3 separate regions of the Mus musculus genome follow, and regions 1 and 2 are each linked to region 3. The links are chromatin contacts, called in public Hi-C maps. All regions are on one chromosome and are shown on one strand. The core of a region is the stretch at or near the end of the contact, and the rest is flanking DNA. Distances in the headings are between cores, read along the strand shown.

Region 1 (3,607 bases), core at 525-3,024, 360 kb after region 3:
TCTGGGACAAAGGACCAGAAGGAACAGTCTGACTAGGTGTACACAGAGGGGCTTGTTTGGTTTGAATTTTAGAGGGTTTATTGTAGATGCACAGGTGGGGCTCAAAAGAGCAGAGTTGTGTGGCAAAGAGGGGTGCTTTAGGTAAGAGTGGAAAACACCAGTGTACCAGAGAAAGCATGCTTAGGCTCTGGCCAGCATCTGAAAGAAAGAAAGAAAAAAAAAACGGAAAAGAAGACAGGCTTGACTCAAGGTGGGCAGACCTAAGTGAACCATGGCAGCTCCGAGACTGCACCCTTCATTTATTTGTTTGTTTATTTATTTGTTTGTTTGTTTTTATAGGTCAGGGATAGTGACACATGCCTTTAATCCTAGCACTTAGGAGGTACAGGCAGGAGATCTTTATGAGTTCAAGGCCCGCCTGTTCTACAAAGTTTGTGCCAGGACAGCCAGGACTACATAGAGAGATCCTGTTTTAAAAACAAACAAACAAATAAACAAACACAACAACAACATCAACAAAACCTCCCACAAGATTTGCAGGAGCCAGAGGAGTGAAGGACACCAGAACAAGTCCCACAGGTCCTCTATGTGAGTCTGTGCTAGGTCCTCTGCATGGGTCTGTGCTAGGTCCTCTGCGTGGGTCTGTGCTAGGTCCTCTGCGTGGGTCTGTGCTAGGTCCTCTGCGTGGGTCTGTGCTAGGTCCTCTGCGTGGGTCTGTGCTAGGTCCTCTGCATGGGTCTGTGCTAGGTCCTCTGCGTGGGTCTGTGCTAGGTCCTCTGCATGTGTCTGTGCTAGGTCCTCTGCGTGGGTCTGTGCTAGGTCCTCTGCATGGGCCTGTGCTAGGTCCTCTATGTGAATCTGTGCTAGGTTCTCTGCATGGGTCTGTGCTAGGTCCTCTGCGTGTGTCTGTGCTAGGTCCTCTGCATGTGTCTGTGCTAGGTCCTCTGCGTGGGTCTGTGCTAGGTCCTCTGTGTGGGTCTGTGCTAGGTCCTCTGTGTGGGTCTGTGCTAGGTCCTCTGTCTGTATGTTATGGTGTTAACTTGGTGTTTTAGCTGGACTCCTAACAGTAGGAGTAGGGGGTGGTGTCTCTGACTCTTTGGCCTGCTCTTGGGACACCTCTCCTCCTCCTCACCTTGGTATGAGGGTTTGTGTCGAGTCTTATCCCACCTTATATGCTGAACTCAGTTGATATCCCTGGGAGACCTGCTCTTTTCTGAAGGGACAGAGGAGGAAGGAATGGATCTGAGGGAGAGGGGGTGGGGACTGGGCGGAGTCAAAGGAGGTATTGAAAAAAATAAATAAAACAAAAACAAAACAAAAAGAGAACTAGAAAGACTACATGGGCATGGTGGTGGGTAACTGTAATCTGAGCATTTGGGGAGAGACTGGGGCAGGAAGGTCAAGAGTTCAAGGCCAGTCTGAGACACGTGTGTGTGTGTGTGTGTGTGTGTGTGTGTGTGTGTGTGTGTTGCAGAGGTGCTTCTGACATCTTTGTAATGCAGCCCAATGGGCTTATGGGCAGCAGTCACACATCACACATTATTTCCTGCTGTACATCTCCAGTGAAGGGTTACATGGAACTACTGGGTTAGAGAGCCTCCAAAGCAAACAGTGCCTGTGTTCTGTTCTTACTTATGTCATAGCACTGTCCTCTGACAAACTTATACAGAAACCTGCCAGTCAGCAGAGTGAGTGGCTACAGCCTCCAAGGGGCTCACACTGCTGTCAGGCTCCTTTAATGGAGAAGGCTGGCCTAGAGTCAAAGCAAGCCACAACCCTGGGCCAATTGGGAAGTGCCTAAATCGGTACAGATGGGAGCAGTTTTCCACACTACCCACGTAAAGCTAGGTCCAGAAGAAACCAAAAAAAAAAAACCAACTTTGTCCTGTGGGAGGCTTCGGGAAGAAAAAAGAGGGTTCAAGTTTATCACTTTAAGTGGTTTGGCTGCAGGAAGAAGTGAAGAAAAGTGTGTTTCCCCAGAGAAACAGTGCTCACATCCAGCCTACTTCACTCAATACCCCAGAAGTACTGACATTTACAAAGGGAATGATCTTTTTTCAAGACTAGAAATAGAGGAAATCCTGTTCTTTAGTAAAGGTTCCCCTCCCCCAGTCCTTTTCAAATTCAAAGGATCATCAAAGGAGCAGGTGCAAACCCTGTCTCAGCCCTCCCTGGGACTCACAGGGAGCAGAGGTGGAGGCTGCAGTCAGCTGCCTGCTCTTCTGTTCTCTGGAGAACAAGAAGCACTTTTTCTGTCATCCAAGAGCAAATGAGCATCTCTGATGACTACTCCCCACCTCTAACACCTCCCAGGCTCCCAGGCTCCTCTCCCTGCTTTGTTTATGAATGAACTTCCTCTGATACACCAATCATCTTCTCAAGGAGAAGACCCCGAGGACTTTGCCCCACCTCTCATAGCGGAGGAAGACATTGTTGAGGTCATCGTTGACGTGCAGCAGCTCCTCGGTGACCTCCTCATTGGACACTCGGGAGATGAGCTCCACTATGCGGTGCTGCATGGCTCGGCAGGTCCTGTTCAATTCCTAGGGAACATATGCACTTCTGGCAGGGCCTGCTGGGAATGCTTTTCTCACATTCCACTGCCTTTGAAAGGATTTGCACTGTTTCTTGAAAGTCACAGAAGGAGTACATGCTTGTTCATAAAATCAGGCGTGTGCAGAATGTGAAGTTAACAGCTTCCTCCTCTCCTGCCTCAGAGGAAGCAAGTAGTTCTGTAGGCTTGCGAGCATGTGCAACCACACACACACACACACACACACACACACACACAATGACGGACACACACATGCACGCATTCACACAGATACCCAGACACACACACAGAGATGCACACTCACACGTGCACACACACACATACACACACACACCTCTGAGCATACACAAGTATGTTAGTACAAGTCATTTTTAAAAAGAATATTTAATGCAAATAAATTTGGAAATCAATATGGGATACCTATAAAGATACAATTTAGTAAGGCTATTTAAGCAGATATATTCCTATAATTCCACTAAAAACAAAACAATTAATTAAACCATCACATACAGAAAAAAGCTTTGGATGGCTGAAATAATACCATAACAACCATTTTGCTTTGTCTTTGTCAGTTAAGCTTTCGCCTGTGTTTGATTTGAGTTATAAAGTTAAACCATCACTCTCTAGTGTTAAGGTTGCACCACACAGCTGGGCAGTGGTGGCACACACTTTTAATCCCAGCACTTGGGAGGCAGAGGCAGGTGGATTTCTGAGTTCGAGGCCAGTCTGGTCTACAGAGTGAGTTCCAGAACAGCCAGGGCTACACAGAGAAACCCTGTCTAAAAAACAAAAAACAAAAAAACAAAAAAAACCCACCAAAAACCAAAAAAACAAAGAAACAAAAAAAACCCTGCAACCAATCCCCCTGAACGACTACCAACAACCAACCAACATCTCAGGGCTCTATCATTATAGAGCCTCTGAAAAGTTCCCAGAATTCCAAACATCACACAGTCACAGAATCATCTGCAGCTGTCAAAACCACCCCTCTGCTGGAGCACAAGACAAATCATAGTCAGCTGCTGTGGTCAGTGTGGAGCAGCCTCATATCCC
Region 2 (3,300 bases), core at 323-2,822, 500 kb after region 3:
GGGCATCAGAGCCTCAGGAACAGGATTTACAGTTTTGAGCTACCATATGGGTGCTGGGAATTGACCCTAGGTTCTCTGGAAAAGTAGCAAGTGTTTTTACCTGCTGAGCTATCTATTCAGCCCTATGAATCAGTTTTTAAAGCTTGATTTGCACAGACTGCCCCCAACCTTGGCTCCCATCTCTCCCGATAAGAATATCTTCCCTCCTCCTGGCACTGTGAAAGAGGCTGGCCCACAGGAGTTTCATCTTCTTCTTCCAGGGAGGTAAGGGTAGGTCTGAGTGCTCTTTTCATGCTTGCCACTTCCAGGTGCCTTTGTATACAGTGTGCCAGAGCAGCAGGCAGCGTCCCCAGAGCTGTCAGAGCTAGCACATGGCAGGCTGACACTTGAACTTGGCCCTTCACCTCTAGACTCTAAGTTTTTACCCATAAAACCAAATCATCACTTCCTACTACACTGTTAACTACTGAGTCCCCCCAAGTGCGGATTTCTATTTGTAGAACTTAAATGCCATCCGGGAAGAGACTGATCTGTCCAACATCGAGAAGAAGCTGACGGAGTGCACTGAGAGCATCGGTGAGCTGTTCAACACACTCATGATCCTGGAGATGCAGCTGGTGGAACAGCTGGAGGTAGAGTCAGACTAGCATATATCCAGGGGCCCCCGCATGCAGCTGCAGAACCCTGCAAGCACGCCCTCCACAGGCTCCTCTCCCCTGTGTCCAGTGTGACCCAGTGGACACACAGGAGAGGACTGGACAGATGGAGACTGGTGGGTCACTAGCACTCACTGGCCAAATGGCTTAGTAAACATGAAGAGTTCCAGGCCAGCGAGAGAAAAAGGCGAACGGTGCCTGAGGTTGTCCTTTGCCTTCATCCAGGGCCACAGGCACATATAATGTGTACACCCCACCATATAATGAGCATGAGCATGTATACATACTCATATGTGAGTGCATGCACGTGCACACATGCACACACACATGTGCACACACACACACACACACCACAAAATCACCTTTTACCAAAATTATTAAAATACCTTAAAGTCAGGGGCTGGGTATAGCTCAGTGCTTGCTTTGCACAGACAAGGCCCTGGATTCCATCCTCAGCAATGCAAAAGAGAGGGGGTGGGGCGAGGAGGGAGAGGAGACAGGAGGAAAAGGAACACACTGCTCTCTTTGCTGCCTCGGAAAGGATTCTTATGGAGAATGAGAGGTGAACTCAGTCCTCTGAAAATCTCCCCTCCTCCATCCTAAAACAGGCTCAGCAGAGTACAGATTTCTTATTAGACCCAAGGGGAAGTTCAGGAGCTTATAAGACAGGTGGACCTGCACTCGGGAGACAAACAAAGGCTCATCAGTGCCGCAGCCTGTGCCTGCTGTCTCGGGGTGGGCGATGTCGGGAGGCTGCCGCTTGGCCCCAACTTGGGAGAATGAAAAAGCCCAGGCATCTCAAGAGCATCTGTGTGCCAGGGTGACTTGTGTGTGTGCACGCAGCCAGGCTGGGGGCTGGACGCTGCATGATGAATTGGACCTCCTCAGATGCTGCCACAGCCGGGCCAAGAGCCGGTGCCTAATCAATTCCTCACACATCAAATGGCACTTCCTACGCAGAATGGATCTGCTGTCGCACAGCACAGCAGCCGCTCGTTTCCCACTGGGAACTGCTCTGCTCAAGTACTGCAGAAGCAGTGCATGCAGGGGAGGGTTGCTGGGGGCTTCCAGTCCTTTCAAGCAGGGAGATTATTTTCAGTGGCCAAACACTTCTCAGGTTCTTGCTCTCATCCTGGCCATGTTGCCAGTCACCTGGTCACCTGAAGCTGGAAGATTCTAGTCCGTGCTTCCAACAACCTTACTTGTATTCATCAAAATGCTGTGCATGAGCGCGCGCGCGCGTGCACACACACACACACACACACACACACACACACACACACACACGAGAATGGGCTCATTTGTACTGCATACAGACAGGTTTTGGGCTCCTGTGATGCCCTGCATCAGTGCTGAGGCTATGAAGGGTCAGGAAAGCGTCTTCCAGAGGAGGGTTCCTAATCACGTTCTTATTACTCTCTCAACAATATTGAGATTTGTTTTGGCCCCAAGTGCTCTGCTAAGCACTAGGGACAGCAGTTAGTTGTTGGAAGTCTAGGGTGACTGTCAGCACTTACCCAAGCTCCTGGATCTGCCAGATATGTGGTAAATCATTATGCATGATATAGCTCATTTACCCCACTAGCCACCATGGTACTACATAGAAAAACTGTCTCATATGTGAGGAAGTAGAGGCCGAGAGAGATTAAATGAGCTCTCTGGAATAGAGCTGGCTCTCGAAATTGCTCTCCATGGCCCTTGTGGAGAGGATGGGCAGATGCTGCTGAGAGGCCTAGAAGGAAAGGCTTCATTCAGGGGGGAGGGGGTGCGGCCAGGATATTTGGTCCTGGTGGAGGCAGCTACATGGGCAAGAGGCCCAGGACAGGGCTGGCAAGATGGTCCTGCTCAGTGGAGAAAGGTTCTTATCACCAAGCCTGATGACCTCAGTTTGATTCCAGGGACCCGTGTGGTTAAGGAAAGGACAGACTCCAGCAAACTGTCCTCTGACCTACACACGCACACACACACACACACACACACACACACACACACACAGAGAGAGAGAGAGAGAGAGAGAGAGAGAAGTGTAAATTAAAAAAATAAAACAAAACAAAACAAAAAAAACAGCCGGGCAGTGGTAGCTCACGATTTTAATCACAGCACTTGGGAGGCAGAGGCAGGCGGATTTCTGAGTTCGAGGCCAGCCTGGTCTACAGAGTGAGTTCCAGGACAGCCAGGGCTACACAGAGAAACTCTGTCTCGAAAACAAAACAAAACAAAACAAAAACAAACAAAACCACACACACACACACACAAAACAAAAAAAAAAACAAAAACAAACAAAAAACCCACCTAAAACCCAGTGGCAGTAGCCATAGAGATGCTTATTGGTTAAAAGCACTTGTTGCTCTTGCAGAGGGCCTGACTTTGGTTCCTAGAACCCTCATGGCAGCTCTCAAAGTTGGTAGCTCCAGTTCTAGAGGATACAGTGCCTCTTTCTGACTTCTGTAGGCACCAGGCAGACACATGGCACATACACATACATGCAGGCAAAATATTCAAATGCATACAATAAGTAAATCTAAAAAAAAAAAAAAAGCAATAGTGACAACATGAACATTCAAGGGGGTGGTGAACTGAGACTGGAAAGCGACAGAACTCTGGGAGCGGGTGAGGGGCAGGGGCAAGGGTCAGTCCTTAGCCA
Region 3 (3,674 bases), core at 549-3,048:
GGCTCAGAGGCTGAAGATCAGGTCCCTGATGGAGGAGACCTTACCATATAGTGACCATTCTGTGAGTTTTGTGATGTCATAGCTCCTTTCCTTCTAATTACAATTTGACACTTTCAGACTGTCCATTTGTAGATGCTTGCTGGTCACCCCATAGACAGGCCTGGCCCCAAGATCCCTGTGTGTGGCTCCAGCCCCACACTACGCTGGCCATCTCTGCTGAGTTGGGCTCTGGATAGGATGAGGGCCAGCACCATGGTTCCTGCTGCTGGGGGAGGGCTGTGTGCTGACATGCTCTGACTACTGACTAGGTTATAGACTTTGTTCATCTTCAGTGCCAACAGGGAGCCAGGGTATCAATGGGGTAGAGTGGGACTTCCCTGAGGAGGGCTGTGACCTCAGTTCCTATCAGCTTCTTTCTTGACACTGTCTGATGTTAGGTTCCCCCAGCTTTGGCTTCCAGCCCATCTGCTGTCAATGGTTACTGGAGCTTGGGTCAACTTCATGCTGAGCAACTGCCCAGCCTGTTCCCAGGGTGTCAGCTGAGGTAGATACCCCTGTGTACGCAAAGCCTTTCATTACTGCCAAGTCCTCATCTCTGCCTCCTGCCTAGCCCAGCTCCTCTGACCTCACTAGCTACTCACCACCACTTTGGTTGGAGCCTGTATCCCACCACAAAGCCTCTACACTACACTTCCCTCCTCCAGAGGCTGAGGTGGGTGAAGACTGCTCTTCAACAGTGTTCGGACACCAGGTCTTTCTTAAATGGCATCCTTTGCCTAAACTTGGACCTCTCCACCTCCAGCTTCTGGGCCACCACCTGCAACTCTCCTTCATTTGGGGGGAAAGGCTATGTCCCTAACCCCTAAGATCCCAAAGGAACAGAGATGGAGAGGAAGAAGAGAGATGGACAGATATTTAAATAGGACACAAGAAAAAGGGGAATTTGCAGGGCAGGGCAGGTGATAAGAAGGGCCATGAGGGAAGGGCACAGTTCAGAAAGCTGAAGACCATGGAGGGACTAAGAACTAAGACAAGGCCCGCGCAGCCTTGTGCAGAAGGGTAGGCCCGTGGGAAAGGGTAGAGGAGCACGGTGATGGCACCCAACCTCCTGTGACAGTGACACCCCCACCGTCCCAAGAATATAAACATCCTGAAGGCATCATCCTGCATGGCCTCCCGCAACCACACAGAGATATCCATGTGATAGCACAGGCAGTGTTTAAACAGCTGTAGCCATCGGCAGCTGGTCTCACATGGAGGCGCCCCAGAGCCATATGAAAACAGGAGCCTGCAGCCATGATTAGCCCTGGATTCTTGAGAAAAGCTTCTTGTGGAGGAAGGAGAGCACTTAAAGGAGCGAGAGCACAGGGCTTGGGGGCGCTCCTGGGCCATATGGCACCGGAAGCTCCGTGGGAGGGTGTTCCGGAAGCATGGAGGGCTTCTGGGAAAGGCAGACAAGTTCAGAGGCCGCGTAGTCTTTTCTGGGGCTTCTGACCATCTGTTGCCCTGTTGCCCTTGCAGGTTTCCTCTCTCTGGGGCCCCAGGAAGTAGCTGGTGGCTCTGCCTGGCCATTAATTCACCCATTTTGTTCTTCCCCAGGCTCTGAGCCCTGTGCTGAATATTCAGACTGGCTGCCTGATTTACCCCTGCCTGCGTTTGAGTGGTTCTATTTATAAAGCCCCAAGGATAGCTGACGAAAACGGTGAAGAAGAAACAAAATTTTCAGAGTTTAAAGGCACTATGCCAGCTGTTTGTTTGGAAAATAGGATGACGTCTATTCTCAGTTCCTGGCCTTCCCCTGGGACTGGGGAAGTCAGATTAGGCTGAGGCGTAGCTACCCGCAGAGCTGGACCACACATCACGCCCTTCTGTACCCACGACTTCAGAAACATTGTTTCTCCTTTGCTGACCTTGGATAGTGAAGGATGTTCTCCCTGCAGAGCACTCCAAATCCTTCCTGGGTTCTCCTATTGCATCCTTCTCCATCCCCTTTGGCTAAGGTGCCATGTCTTAGTGTTCTAGTGCTGTGAAGTGACGTCATGACCACTGTAACTCTTATAAAGGAACACATTTCACTGGAGCTGTCTTAGTTTCAGAAGTTGAGTACATTGTCCTCATGGCAGGCAGACATGGTGCTGGAGACATAGCTGAGAGTTCTACAACCAGATTACAGGCAGCAGAAAGAGTCAGGGCCGCTGGGTCTGGCTTGAGCATTTGGAACCTTAAAACCATACTTTTTCTAACGAAGCCACACCTCCTAATCCTTCTCCAGTGGTGCCACTCCCTGATGACTAAGCATTTAAATATATGAACCTATGGGGGCCACTCTTATTCACACACACCCAAAAAAAACCTCCACTTTTTCCTTGGAGGAGAGCCCTGCTAGGCCTTTTGCTGTGGGTTGGGAAAGTCTTGGGAATGGGGACCTGACGCTCAGGTGCCCTGCGATGCTGTGTAAAGCCTATGCTCAGATCTGGGAAGGAGGTATTGACCTCCTGGTCATTTTCTATGTGGCGCATCTTCCCTGGCTGATCCTTGACTTACTGTAAGGTGTGATGTGTTATACTTACTTCACCAAATGGAATGACTTTGAAGTCTCCTGTTTTGGTGTCTTCCCAGGCTGGTGCTAAGTGCTCCCTCCCACCCTCTCTTGAGATGCTGGCAGAGAGTGGTCCCACAGCTTCCAGGCAGCAGGTAACCAGGGCGATCAACCAGTTGTAGTGTGTGGCTGGACATGCATACAGGCTGATTGTGATGGTTTGAATAGAAATGGTCCCCACAGCCTCCTCTGCTTCACAGTTGGTGGAACTTTGTGGGGGAATTAGGAGGTATGGCCTTGTTGGAGGATTCCCAGTGTTCTCATTCTCTCTCTCTCTCTCTCTCTCTCTCTCTCTCTCTCTCTCTCCTACTTGTGGATCAGTCAGGATGTGATCTTTCTGCAGTCATGAATGCTAACCTTCAGAGGCCATAAACTAAAGTAAACACTTTCTTTTATGCCTTGATCATGGTGTTTTATCACAGCAATAGAAAAGTAACTTTAAGACAGAAGTTGGTACCAGGGAATGGGCTATTGTTGTGTCCTGACCATGCTCTTTATTAGAGGAATGTAGAAGACTTTGGGACTTTGGACTAAGAAAGCAGTTGAGTGTTATAAATGGGGCTTAATGGGCCATCACAGTAGGAACTTGGAAAGACAGTGAGTAGTGATAAGAGACACGTTGATTATGGGGGCTCAGCTAAAGGTTTCAAAGGGGAACAATGCTAGCAACTGGTATAAGGCTATTCTTGTGATATTTGGGCAAATATGGCTTTCTGCCTTGTCCTAACAATTTTCCTGAGGCTAAATTGAAAGCTTTAGACTAATTTCCTTAGTGGGGGGGTGTAGTGGCTATTCCTGGTTGTCAACTTGACAATATTTGGAATGAACTACAATCCGGAATTGGAAGGCTCACCAGTGACCCTTATCTGGAGGCTTGGAGATCCTTATCTGGATCTTGGTTTGAAGATCTTGAGCCATATTGGCTATGGATTCCAGAAGATTGAATCTCCGAGTTTAAGGAACACACCTTTAATCTGGGCTACGCCTTTCATCTGGGATTAAAGGTGTGGTGGAACACACCTTTAATCTGGGCTACACCTTCTGCTGGAGACAATATAAGGACATTGGAAGAAGG

The links. Hi-C and Micro-C count contacts between places; a contact is called where the count stands out from the background.
Region 1: a contact with region 3 is called in a Hi-C map of cortical neurons. The contact joins two enhancer-like sites. A contact is called at or near these places in 2 of 39 promoter capture datasets (embryonic stem cells and stem cell-derived epiblast-like cells), 1 of 15 datasets of contacts at CTCF or cohesin (large pre-B cells), 4 of 484 Hi-C or Micro-C datasets (the G1E-ER4 cell line, cerebellum, cortical neurons and 1 more), 3 of 115 datasets of contacts at active chromatin or transcription factors (double positive thymocytes and embryonic stem cells) and 1 of 9 other capture datasets (embryonic stem cells).
Region 2: a Hi-C map of cerebral cortex shows a contact between it and region 3, with 2.7 times the contacts expected there. The contact joins two enhancer-like sites. A contact is called at or near these places in 5 of 484 Hi-C or Micro-C datasets (the G1E-ER4 cell line, bone marrow-derived macrophages, cerebral cortex and 1 more) and 1 of 115 datasets of contacts at active chromatin or transcription factors (embryonic stem cells).

Annotation. Positions count from the first base shown.
Region 1 is chr11:60,246,522-60,250,128 of GRCm38.p6, forward strand. It overlaps Tom1l2 (target of myb1-like 2 (chicken)), which reads right to left. Exons shown (of 15, transcript NM_153080.3): 8 at 2,410-2,543. Among named protein-coding and RNA genes, the nearest start is that of Gm38501, 11 kb to the right of the region's middle. Within about 2 kb of position 1,775, at least 48 of the 459 cell types and tissues checked have an H3K27ac peak or open chromatin away from gene starts, as enhancers often do. A contact at or near this core is called in cortical neurons and double positive thymocytes, where this site is marked.
Region 2 is chr11:60,383,714-60,387,013 of GRCm38.p6, forward strand. It overlaps Drc3 (dynein regulatory complex subunit 3), which reads left to right. Exons shown (of 14, transcript NM_029044.2): 10 at 501-632. Among named protein-coding and RNA genes, the nearest start is that of Atpaf2, 32 kb to the right of the region's middle. Within about 2 kb of position 1,573, at least 66 of the 459 cell types and tissues checked have an H3K27ac peak or open chromatin away from gene starts, as enhancers often do. A contact at or near this core is called in cerebral cortex, where this site is marked.
Region 3 is chr11:59,884,038-59,887,711 of GRCm38.p6, forward strand. No RefSeq gene overlaps it. Among named protein-coding and RNA genes, the nearest start is that of 1810063I02Rik, 36 kb to the right of the region's middle. Within about 2 kb of position 1,799, at least 107 of the 459 cell types and tissues checked have an H3K27ac peak or open chromatin away from gene starts, as enhancers often do. A contact at or near this core is called in cerebral cortex, cortical neurons and double positive thymocytes, where this site is marked.